Linked DNA regions of Sus scrofa: region 2 is linked to region 1. The links are chromatin contacts, called in public HiChIP or PLAC-seq maps. All regions are on one chromosome and are shown on one strand. Each heading gives the region's core, a stretch centred on a gene start, on an enhancer-like site or on the middle of the called end of the contact. The rest is flanking DNA. Distances are from core to core; before and after follow the strand shown.

What was found. HiChIP or PLAC-seq counts read pairs in DNA pulled down with a chosen protein or histone mark.
Region 2: an H3K27ac HiChIP or PLAC-seq map of alveolar macrophages shows a contact between it and region 1. The contact joins the promoter of VDAC3 here to the promoter of KAT6A in region 1. A contact is called at or near these places in 2 of 5 promoter capture datasets (fetal skeletal muscle and liver), 2 of 47 Hi-C or Micro-C datasets (embryonic fibroblasts and heart right ventricle) and 1 of 2 datasets of contacts at active chromatin or transcription factors (alveolar macrophages).

The regions. Positions count from the first base shown.
Region 1 is chr17:11,107,320-11,113,076 of Sscrofa11.1, reverse strand. KAT6A (histone acetyltransferase KAT6A) reads left to right here and starts at 3,103. Exons shown (of 20, transcript XM_021078038.1): 1 at 3,103-3,235; 2 at 5,681-5,757.
Region 2 is chr17:11,410,072-11,415,828 of Sscrofa11.1, reverse strand. It overlaps VDAC3 (voltage-dependent anion channel 1 pseudogene 5), which reads right to left and starts at 2,830. Exons shown (of 8, transcript NM_214364.1): 1 at 2,764-2,830; 2 at 1,907-1,956. The coding sequence starts at 2,830.

The DNA of each region.
Region 1 (5,757 bases), core at 1,854-4,353:
AAGGAACATCTAATGAATATTGACTGTACAATGATAACATCTTTTAAAAAAGTTTTATCGAAGTATAGTTAATTTACAAGGTGTGATTATTTCTGCTGTACAGCAGAGTGACCCAGTCATATATACACACAAATCCATTCTCTCTCGCAGACTCTTTTCCCACTCAGATTATCACAGAATACTGGGTAGAGTTCTCTGTCCTATATAGCAGGTCCTGGCTGGCCAATCATTCCACATACCTCAGTGTGCATATGCTAATCCCAAATCCCTAGTTTATCCCTCCCAATAAAATCTCATGTGCTTTAGAAATATACGCACAATTAAAATACAAGACAACCAATAAACACAAAAGGGGAAGGGGTTATGTGGAGACACAATACTATCCTAAAGTCTTAGTACTTGGGGGGAAGTGTTGAAAGTAATCATTTAAAATGGAGTGTAATAAATCAATTGAGACTATTGTAATCCCTAAGACTTCTTAAAAGTGTAAAATTAATAAGCTAATAAAGGAGGTAAACGGTATACTTAAATCAAAAGAAGGCAAGAAACAAGAGAATTAGGGATATAAAGTAAACGGGCAAAGAAAATAATAGTAAGATGGCAGGTAAAAATCTAAACACAGCATTAATTATACTAAATGTAAATGGACTAAAAATTTTTCCTGTTAAAACAGGGATAGAGCAACGTTCCAATTTCAGGCTTGACTGGACTCTGCATAAAAGGTAGTTAACAGATAGAACTGAAAAGGCAGGGATTCTTAAAGCTAACTATGGAAGGGGGAAGAACTTTGAGCTGCTAGCCCTGCAGGGCTGAATTCTGAGTAAGCTGGAGCCCAGAAAGGCTGCCCTTTCACTACCTTAATCTGTCTTTCTGCAAACCTTTTATTTTAAGAAGACCGCCAGAATGTGTCATTAAGTTATGCAAATGTAAAGCAAAGACTCTCAATGGAAGCAGTTTGAAAAGCTAAACTGTGCTTTGTTGTTGCAAATTGTTTTAAATTCTTGCCACTGTGGGATTAAACTCCAGTTTAGTCTTTTCACAGGAGTGGCTCAGGCTAGTTTTCTTTTGAATTATCCAAAAACAAACACAACTCATCTCTGTATTATTTTTCTTCTGAAGACCGCATGCTAGTCACGTGAATAACTTTTCTTTCTATTAATATGATTTTATTTGTCCTCTCTGGGAAATAAAAACCTTAATTTATTCTTCTAAAAGATCATTTCCCCAACTCCTCTTGCTGTATTGCAAATATTTACAAATATTTTTCGTTTTACCCGAGTCTAATCCATCTAGGACGGAAAATATCCTTCATATTTTTCTATCCCTAAATTTCCGTCCTAATGTAGGAATGTGGCTTGACAGTAGGTGATGAAGGGTGACTCAGTAAATCTTATCACACCACACCTGTTATCGTTGCCACTGCTAAGACATCAAATTGAAAAATATTGTTTTTATGTTATTGAATGATCTAGACAGTCTATGGTATAGGCTAAGGATTACAGTGGAGAAAAACTATGGAGATAGGAAAGTAAAGGTTGAGGCATAAACAAGGCAGGCTTGATTTGGGGATGGAAATCCTCTCTTTCTCTTTTTTAGTTGTGCCCTTGGCATGTGCAAGTTCCTGGGTCAGAGATTGAAACTGAGACACAGCCGTGACAATGCCAGGTCTTTAACTCGCTCAGCCACCAGGAAACCCCTCACTCCCACCTCTTTCTTAGCGGGCTGAAATAATGTTCACCCACCAGTAACATTTTTTGGAATCTGTACTGCTTGTACAAACACGGTGCCACTGGCGATGCAAAGAGGCATCCTAGAAGAGAACATATCTGGGAATGCATTCATCAAAGGTGCAGAAAGGCCACACAACAAGCGCCCCGCGAAGAGTGAAAACGGTCGACCTAGAGAAGTTCATAAAAGGAAGTAAACACGAAAGTTAAGGTAGTGAGTGAGGGGATGGTCTTTAAAAGTTAGGGCTGAGATAAAAGGAGGAGGTGCTGGGGAGGACCGTCTAGCAGGGGGGCACAAGGCAGATAAAAAGGACCAGTGGCAGGAAAACGCTTCCACACGAAGTCCTCACGCATTTTGCATGTCATTTACTGCCCTTCCAGTGAAGGCAGGGAAATGACTCAATCTCTGCCTCAGGAGTTTCAACTAAATGAAAGACAAAGAAACATCCATGCAGCCAGTATTGGACAGACAGGCCATGAAAGGTGCCCGTTCGTAGTTCAGCCATAAATTCTGACAAGAGCAATTCTGCGAAGGGCAGCAGCAGAAGACAGGCGACGGAATGAGACACTTCGAGGCTCCAAACTCAGATGTGTGCCACCCAACAGCTGTGTGACCTTGTGCGAGTCTCAGTCCCGAGCCTACGTGGTTCTTCACAAAAATGGCTCAACAAAAAGTCCAACAAGTCTCTCGGAGTGGGAATGAGGTCATTCTGATGAGAGGGCCCCGTAAGGTGTCCAACTTTCTGTCCTTCTCCCCTCTCATCGCACCTGCTCTTTCTCCTGCAAAGGGCTGAGGCGTGTGGGGAGAAGGAGACGGGAAGGAACGGTGAGGGCAGGCGGCCCTTCCCCGCCCTCCGCCCAGCTCCAGACCTCAGGCTCCGGGAGGCGCGGGGGGAGCGGGGCGCGGACATCGCGCTGCGGAGGGAGGCTCGGTGGCTGTAAACACGGGCGCCATCAGAGTTCAGATCCTACCGGATTTCCGCGCCGCACTGAAGCCTCCCCACCCGGGCGCTGCCCTCAGCTTCCCCAGCTGTGTAATGGGGAGACAGCAGCTTCTTCGCCCGGGTATCCGCCCGGCCGAACCTCGCAACGAGGGCGAGCTGGAGCCCCCGGCCGCAGGCCTCCAGCCCCTCCAGTCCTCCTCCCACTTTGGCTTTGGCCTTTTGTACCGGCCCCACGTGACCGGCCAGGCTGGCTCTTCCCTTCTGCCCCGCCCCGCCCTCCGGCCCTTCCCGGCTCTCGGCCCAGATCTTCCCGCTCCTCGGCCGCCCCCCTCCCGTGCGGCCCCTCCCTCCCCCTCCCCCTCGCCTCCCTCCCGGGCTGTTCCCGCGCCCTCCCCCAGGCAGCCGTTCCCTCGCGACGTTTCCCCTCCCCCCGCGGCTGTTCCGCCGCCTCGCCTCCCCTCCCCCCGGCCGGAGCTCACTGTCTCCAAGATGGCGGCCGTGTCAGTTTGGGGCATCTCCGCGGTCCGGCCCGGGGCCCCGGGAACCCGGCGCTCTCCGCCCCCGGTAAGTAGCCGAGGGGCCGCCCCCGGCCGCCCCCGGGCGTCGAGCCCGAGGCCGAGCCGCTCCGGGGCTCGCCCCGCCGCCTCGCGGGGCCGGTGGCCGCTGCAGGCCCCGCCGCGGCCTGTGCCGCCTCCCGCTGCTCTGCGCCAGGCCTCGGGCTGGGGCGCCGCGGCCGCCCCCTCGCGCCCGGCCGGCGCCCGGCTCCCGGGTCCCCCGCCCCGCGGCCCGCGCGGCGCCCGCCGCCTCCGCGAGCCGAGCCGGGGAGCTGGGAGCCGGCAGCGGGAGGGGGCGGCGGCGGCCGCCCAGGCCGCGGAGCCTCGGGCGGGCCGTGCGGCGTCCGGCTTTCCCTCGGGGCGCGCCCACCGGCCCGGCCCCTGCGCCGGCCGCCCGCCCGCCGCCCGGCCCGCGCCTCCCCACCGCCCGCGCTCCCGGCGCTCGCTCTCGGCCCGGGCGGCCGCGCGGCGCGGAGGTGACAGGCGGCCGTGTTGTGGTGCCGAGGGCGCACGTGCGGCGGTGTGTCTGCCCGGCTGTCAGCCCCAGCGCCGGGGGCGGACGGCGGGCGGCTGTCAGCGCGGACCTGCCGGGCCCGCCCGCGCGCCGCCGCCCGGGACCCGGCCTCTGTGCGGCCGAGGCTTCGGAGGAGCTGGGAGCGCAGAGGTGCCGCTCTAACTCTTTCACGTGATTTCATTGTTAACTTACTCCTCGGGTTCTGTTCCCTTCTGCTGGGAGCCGCCAGCTCCCGGTTGGCGAGCCGCGGGCTGGTGCCGCTTCAAGTTTGTAAAGTTTCTCGCTCTTTAAAAAGAGAGCGCGAATCCGTGTTTGGGGGTGGGGGATGGAGGCCGGGCCAGGACTGTCGGAAGCGAGTTGAGCTTTCTCTTCAGCCGCCGGTGTACTTTCCGAGAGTTAAAGTTCAAGTCTGCAGGCGCTTTACTTTTGCAGACCTGGAGATGCGTTCGGAGCCCGGCCGGAGAGACAATGAGTGATTGTCATTCATTCTCTTGCCTGTGAGCTTCATCAGTTAGGACGGGCCCTGCTTCTTCAACTCGGCCGAAGCTGCTCATTTAGTTCAGCGTTACTGTCTCCATAATGAACTTTTTTGGAGGAGTAATACTATGATTTCTGACCTCTCGAAACTCTCACCAAAATGAAGCCTAGTGTTCTCAGGGGGCTTCTTTTCAGTCAGTTAATTTAAAAAAGTCTGGGCTCGGGTTTGAATGTTTACCTCGGCCTTTTCTTTCTTATCAGAGTTGATAGTACTATCAGTTTCCTCGTATCTGTTAGTTTTCCTTTTGATTTTGATGTCACTCTTAAGAGTAATTGCTCCGGGAGCCATTTTTCTAGCATTGTTTATGTTATAATGTAAATGCTCCTCACAATAAGAGAAGTTCTCAAAAACGTTTAGGTCAAGTTAAATCTGTTTTTGGAAGCAAAGGCGGTATTAGAGTCAGCATTCATTATTTCGATGATTTTAAAAAGATTGGCCTCTGCCAGATTGTTTTGTCTGAGAGAATATTGACTTTGATCCTGAAGAGGCAACGTATGTGTACTTGTGTTTCTGTTTTATTCATTAATGTTCCTTCCAGGACAGCAATCCTGAATCTTTATGAGCTCTACTCTTTAGACTCCAGACCGGCAATACATTTTTTTTTTTTTCTGTACTGTATATTTGATATGCGGTTTGTGCATTTGAACCCAGTGATTCTGGGCCTTTCTCATTTCTAGTTTATCTGTAGATTGGTTATGAACGTTTTGACAGTTGTTGGACTCCAGCATATTGAATATTACTTGGAGAAGCTATCAGCATGTAATTCTTAAAGTTTGAATGAAGTTGGATTATTTTGAAATTCTTTAAACACTTTTACACTTGACCATTTTCACTGTTTTCATTGGGAATGTTTAAAGTGATATTGTACATAAAATACGAACTTGGTTTGCATTAATTGTACTTGTTTCTTTTAATTTATGAAATAATTAAATTTTCCTTCTTGGTTTTTCTGCCTATCTTATGGACTATTTTCATCCAAATCTGAATATCTAGAATTTTGCAAGATGAAAGATGCACTCTTACTTTCATTGCAGGATTCTTTCTACTAAAGAATACTTGTTGAAGTGCGGACTAGTTTCTGGGGGAAAGATGTCAAGGAAGAGTTTCAGTTCATTGCCTGGTGAGCAGAGATGTGGAGTGCAGAGTAACCGCAACCCCTCTGGTTAGTTGTAGCCTAAGGTCATCCATAGTACATTCCTTATTGTATCCTAGTTATTCATCTTCTTTTTCTTTTCTTTGTTATCCCAGTGGTTTCCATACATGATTGTTTTGGAATGTTGATAGAGACATGTTGAAACTCCTACAGGTGCTTAGTGAACACTTGCTATTTGAGTGCTTTGAAGACTGGGGTGTTTCTTTGAGTTTTAGCTTATTTATAATTTTTTGTTGTAATTGTCTTTCAGGCATAAGATGCACAGTTTTCTGCTGGGAATGAGATATTCTTGAGTTCTTACAACTTTATGAAGAAACCCATGTGTGG
Region 2 (5,757 bases), core at 1,581-4,080, 300 kb before region 1:
AAACTGTGATCTGTTTATCAGCACCACACAGAAAGCTTTCAAAGAGAGTATCATGCTGCACACTTAGGCAAGGCCTTGGTAAAAAATGATAAATGCTGGTCATGTTTAACAGGTCATATCGCTTTCTTTTAATATATCTAACTACCTAATGCTTTATTTTTCATATGTACCTTTTATAAACTTGAAAGATTAGCAAATACAAACCTTAATTTTCGTGCAAAAAAGGTAAAAGAGTATTTAGTCTACATTTCTTTCTTATTATCAGCAGACATTTCTTAGTCTGAAGCTCTATCAAAAATCTAAAATGCCAGAGGTACAAATCTCAAAGAGAAGGTCAGAATTTTCCTAAGCAGAGTTCCAGTCTCACAGTTACTTCCACTCTAGTCTAATTGCATAATTAGATAAAACAATTATCTAGTGTAAAATTTTTATTTATAACATGCATATAATATCTACAGTTTTCCATTAAATGCTAGTATACAACAAAACACTCATAAACATGTTACTGTTATAGATGACGTATCACAAAAATATCAAGATATGATCTAAGAAATTTGGAGCAATGGTTGAAATTTATCCTAAATCAGTACCAGAGAAAAAGCAGCCATAAAAACAAGCACACAAATATGCTATTTTTCTTACCATCTGAATGAATATTTCCACACAACAGCAGCATGAGAGGGAGATAAAAATTTCAGTTGTTGATTTTTGCAACAGAAACCTACCCTGAGCAAATTTAGAAACCCTAATCGAAATGAGTATAAATTTTCTATTTTAACAGACAATATAACAAAATCCCATCCTGAAGGGCAGATATATACATATTTACCCTTGGAAAACCCAGGGAAAGAATAATAGTGACAAACCAGGATTATACGGAATGTAAGGCACAGTACCATAACTACTCCACGTGCTTCTTATCTTTATAATTAAATCATTATATCCAGAAATACAATTTGCACTGGTTCGAACAGGTAAATACCAAACAAAAAAGGTACAGTCAATAAGGAGAAGTCAAAGACTAAATTGACTCTCAAGTTGACATGCTGAGACTTACTGAATAAAAGCTCTAGTTAAAGGTGCTGTGACAATATGCTGATAAGCCCTTACCATATTCTTAACTTCCAGTAAAAAAGATTTCATGAACATCAATAAAAACTGTACTGTAGACTAATCTTCTACATGTATTTCTACATTTGTTTCAACTAATCATGAAAGGATTAAAATCAGTTTTGTTTTTATAAAAAGACAATAAAATTTGCATGAACCCAGTATAATGGAGGCAAAGATTTTAGTGTCCACATACATATTCATGAAAGCATAAAGATATGGCATAGGTCAAAAAAAAATGCATATACATGGGAATATATATATATATATATATATATATATGCCCCCATATATACGTGTGTGTGTGTATACATACACCACGCCTTTTAAGAATAAGACTCAGAACACTCTTATTATGACAGACACAAAGGGTCTCCCTGAGAGGAGGAGAAGACTGTAGGGAAGACAGCTTAGCAGGAAAAGCATGTGATTCAAGTAATCTGACTAAACAATGACTTTTAGGAGTTCCTGCCATGGTGCAGCGGAAACGAATCTGACTAGGAACCATGAAGTTGTGGGTTCGATTCCTGGCCTCACTCAGTGGGTTAAGGATCTGGCATTGCCATGAGCTGTGGTGCATGTCACAGACGCTGCTCAGATCTGGCGTTGCTGTGGCTGTGGTGTAGGCTGGCAGCTATAGCTCCATCTGGACCCCTAGCCTGGGAACCTCCATATGCTGTGGATGCGGCTCTAAAAAGACAAAAAAAAAAAAAAAAAAAAAAAAAAACAATGATTTTTAAACAGGTTTCTTTAAGATAATTATGTCAAATATATTAAAAATACATTAAGTACTTACCACTCCACTACATGACTTGGTTCTCAGATCTATTTTGACCATGCCAAACCCTAGACACACACATAAAAACACAGTAATGTACAAAATGTAACATGCACTCTAGTCTTTGCAACTTAGAAATTATGAAAATACTCCACAGTACATTTTATATGGAAAATACACAGTATTCTCACTAAGTGGGAGTTCCACAAGAAACTGAATTATAACAAAATAAGTATAATTTTTAAGTCCCTCAAAATACTAAAGGCATATTTTTGAAATGAGTTAAAAAACAAATGGATGAAAGGAACATATACTATTTTAAGAATCAAAATTAAGAGAAATTATGTAGACATATACACAAGCTTTAAATATAAAAATACACAATTAACATTATTAGTAAATAAAAAATCAAATGAGTACAACACGAAAAATTAAAAATTTAAACACCAAAGATAAATGTCTATTTGGTTTCAAACACTCTATGTTCCTCCAAAGAAGTCAAAAGCTGTATCTTCACTCAAATAATGAAAGCACTGTCATTATTTGGAGGAGCAAAAATATGTCCCCTACTTTAACTGTCCCCAGGGCCTAGCAAAAGGCCCTAGCAAAATATTGCAGATTTATATTATTTCACCCAAAAGATAATATAAAATACGCAAATGTGCTTATGTACACAATGGTTTTTAATGCTTGAGGGCCTCTAACTCTAAAAAAAAAAGAGATCTAGTAATCTGCTAATAGTTATCCCCTTAAATCTTATGAAATAGATTAATGTTGACTTAACCTCATTTTATCAAGTACAGTATCTCCCATATAGCTTAATATATACAGTATTAATGCTTACCCAAATTGGTAATTTACAATAGCACACTTACCATATCCTTTGTTGAAGACATCCTTGGCAGCCTTTCCTAGATCACAGTAAGTTGGTGTGTTACACATATCTTAAAAAAAAAATGAGGACAAAGGAATGAAAATAACCATTTTGCATTTATTCTGTGTTCAACTGTTTGGTCCTGTGAAAAGAGGTATACATTTTTTTCTTCCTCTGCATCGTTAATGCTTATACCCTAATGCAGCAAGGTTAAGAGAAAGCATTCTGCTCCTTTAAAAAGAGCTTTCCAGAACACTGGAGAATAAAAGGGTTTTTTCATGAGACTCACAGAGGTCATCTTTCTGACCTCTTTCCAAGAAAAGAAATTTCTCACAGGCTGAAGGAGACGCTTTTTTAAAACTATATTTTTACTTTTTAAAAATGCAAAAACTTACATTAGAAAAGTATTTCTTGGGCTGTTATAAAGCCAAAGAGCTGTATAAGATGACAAGGTAAATTTTCTGAGGAACTGAAAAAGAGATGCAATTTAAAATCTTCAGGGTTAACATTTTGGCTACTCTGAAATTCAGTCCTTAAACTAAGAATAAGTGAAATACACCCATCCAGAATATGCCCTCTCTCAAAGCTCTTAAAATAAAGTATTATAATCTTACCTATTAGCCAGAAATAGGCTAGATTCTACCTGAAGTAATCGGCTTAACAAAAATCAGTGTATACTCTCAAGTTAAAGCCTTCAAAAACCCAAGGTGCTTGCTTGATCTTTCACCCTGTCTACTTACTATTCAGACAGCCTTTCTGCTGCCAATATGACCCTCACATCAAAATCTTCAGGCCTATCGACACTGCTGCTTCCTTTGCCCTCTTTGCAGAACAGGAAATCTCCTCCTACAGTATCCTCAAAAGCCATGTCTAACCAACTGTAGAACTGCTTCAAGCAACCCCATTACTACTCCCCATTACTCTAGAAAAATCTAGAGCACCAGCTAGCCCTTGCTATTGCTATGCCTGGAGCAAATACACATTCAATCTGCTATTTATTTATATTTAGCCTAGCTCTTAATCTGGCCCTCTGCTAAGTTTCTGTCCCATCCCAACACACCTGAACACAACACACACTTTATGGTACCTCCTTTTTTTTTTTTTTTTTTTTGGTCTTTTTAGGGCCTCACCCTTGGCATATGAAGTTCCCAGGCCAGGGGTCTAATCGGAGCTACAGCTGCTGGCCTACATCACAGCCACAGCAACGCAGGATCCAAGCCACCTCTGTAACCTACACTACAGCTCAGGGCCATGCTGGATCCTTAACCCACCGAGCGAGGTCAGGGATCAAACCTGTATCCTCATGGATACTAGTTGGGTTCATTACCACTGAGCCACGATGGGAACCCCTATGGTGTACTTCTTAATTGTGAATCCATTTAAAATTTCTTTCTTAACTTAGACCTGTCAAATACGATAGACAGTATGATATAGTATAAAAATACATACAAAGTTAAGAGGAAAGCGTATAGAAAAGATAAAAGAAGATAAATGTACTGAGTCATAGCATAATAAAACTTTGGTTTAAACCACAAGGTTTCATAGTTCAGGTCCAGAGAAATTAATTTACAATTCACTCCCTTGTGTTCAAATAATCAATTCTAGACTTTTTACACCCTGCCAATTGCAATCTGATAGTATTCTTTATGATCACAACTGACGCAGGTATCTGTTGAAATTGTGTCAGAAGTCTATAGGTTGGGAGATAAGCAGAGAAAAGCAGGCACTATATATTCAAACAGAAACGTTAAAAAACAAAACTAGACTGTAAAGCCTTAATCTATTGACAAGAGAAAAGATACACTTAAATGTTTAGAAACATCATCTAGGAACCAATTACAATCTTTCTTAGCATTGTGCCTCGTTTTCAAAACTACTGCCAGACACTTTGCAAAAGTTGTATAGGGGATTTGACCTCAAGTTCGCCTGGTTCAAGCTTATTTCTTCAGGCCCGTGATTCTGATGGGAAATGCACTGCTGGTATGATCAAGCAAAAGCTCGAGAAGACTTCACGTTCCACACGTTTCCATTACTCTACAAGTGCACTCGCCCGTGGACGTGCACGGCGTTCCGGGGCTGCATTAGCCGCAGTCGGGGGGAGGGAGTGGGTTAGCAACACAGCTTTACACCATCACTAACGGGACCGGCAGCTCGTCAAGCAGTGCATTCAGCATCCTCCCTCCGGCCGCAGGGAGTGGAAGACCCCCGAAGCTGGACGCCGACTCCGGAGAGAAAGCCGGGGGCGCGAGTGAGTTCGGGGTTCGAAGACCCAACTTCCCTCAAAACCAACCTCCCGGCCGACCCGACGCCCGGCGAGGGCCCCAGTGGCCGGCAAGGAGGGGAGCAGGTGGCGGAGCGGCGTCCCATCACCTGAGGGGCCAGTCCCCGCTGCCCCGCCTTCCGCCGGCCCGCGCCCCGTTAGGCGACCCTCTCCTCCCGTGCCCTCCGTTAGCCGCCTCCCGTCGGGCCCCTGCCAGTCGCCGCCCCAGCCGCCCCGCCCCAGCCGCCAGCCCGGGGGCCCCGCTTGCCTCACCTCCTACCCGAGGGCCTGTCGGCTCCGCTACGAGGGCCTGTCGGATCCGCCAGGGCACGGCTGAAGGTCTTCTTCAGACCAACGCCGTCCGCGCCTGCGCGGCCCCACGCCCGCGGCGCCTGCGCGCCCCGAGCCCCGCGCCGCGGCTGCGCGCCGCGGCTGCGCGCGTGCGTGTCGCGCCGGGGTCGCGCGCCGCGGGCCCGAGGCGGACCAACACCTCCAACTGTCCGAGTGCGCGAGTGCGCGCGTGCGCTTCGGCACCCAGCGCGCAGGGCTGGGCGGTGGTTGACGTGGAGCGCGCAGGCCCCGGGACCGCACCTCTGCCCCGAAAGAGGCCCCTCTCGCGAGAAGGAGAGGTTAATAGTAACCGTTGCCAGGGGAGGGGCCGCGGGGCCGCGCGGCGGAGTTGCTGAGGCACCGCCCACTCCGCGATAGATGCTGGCCCAAGCAACTTGCGCGCTG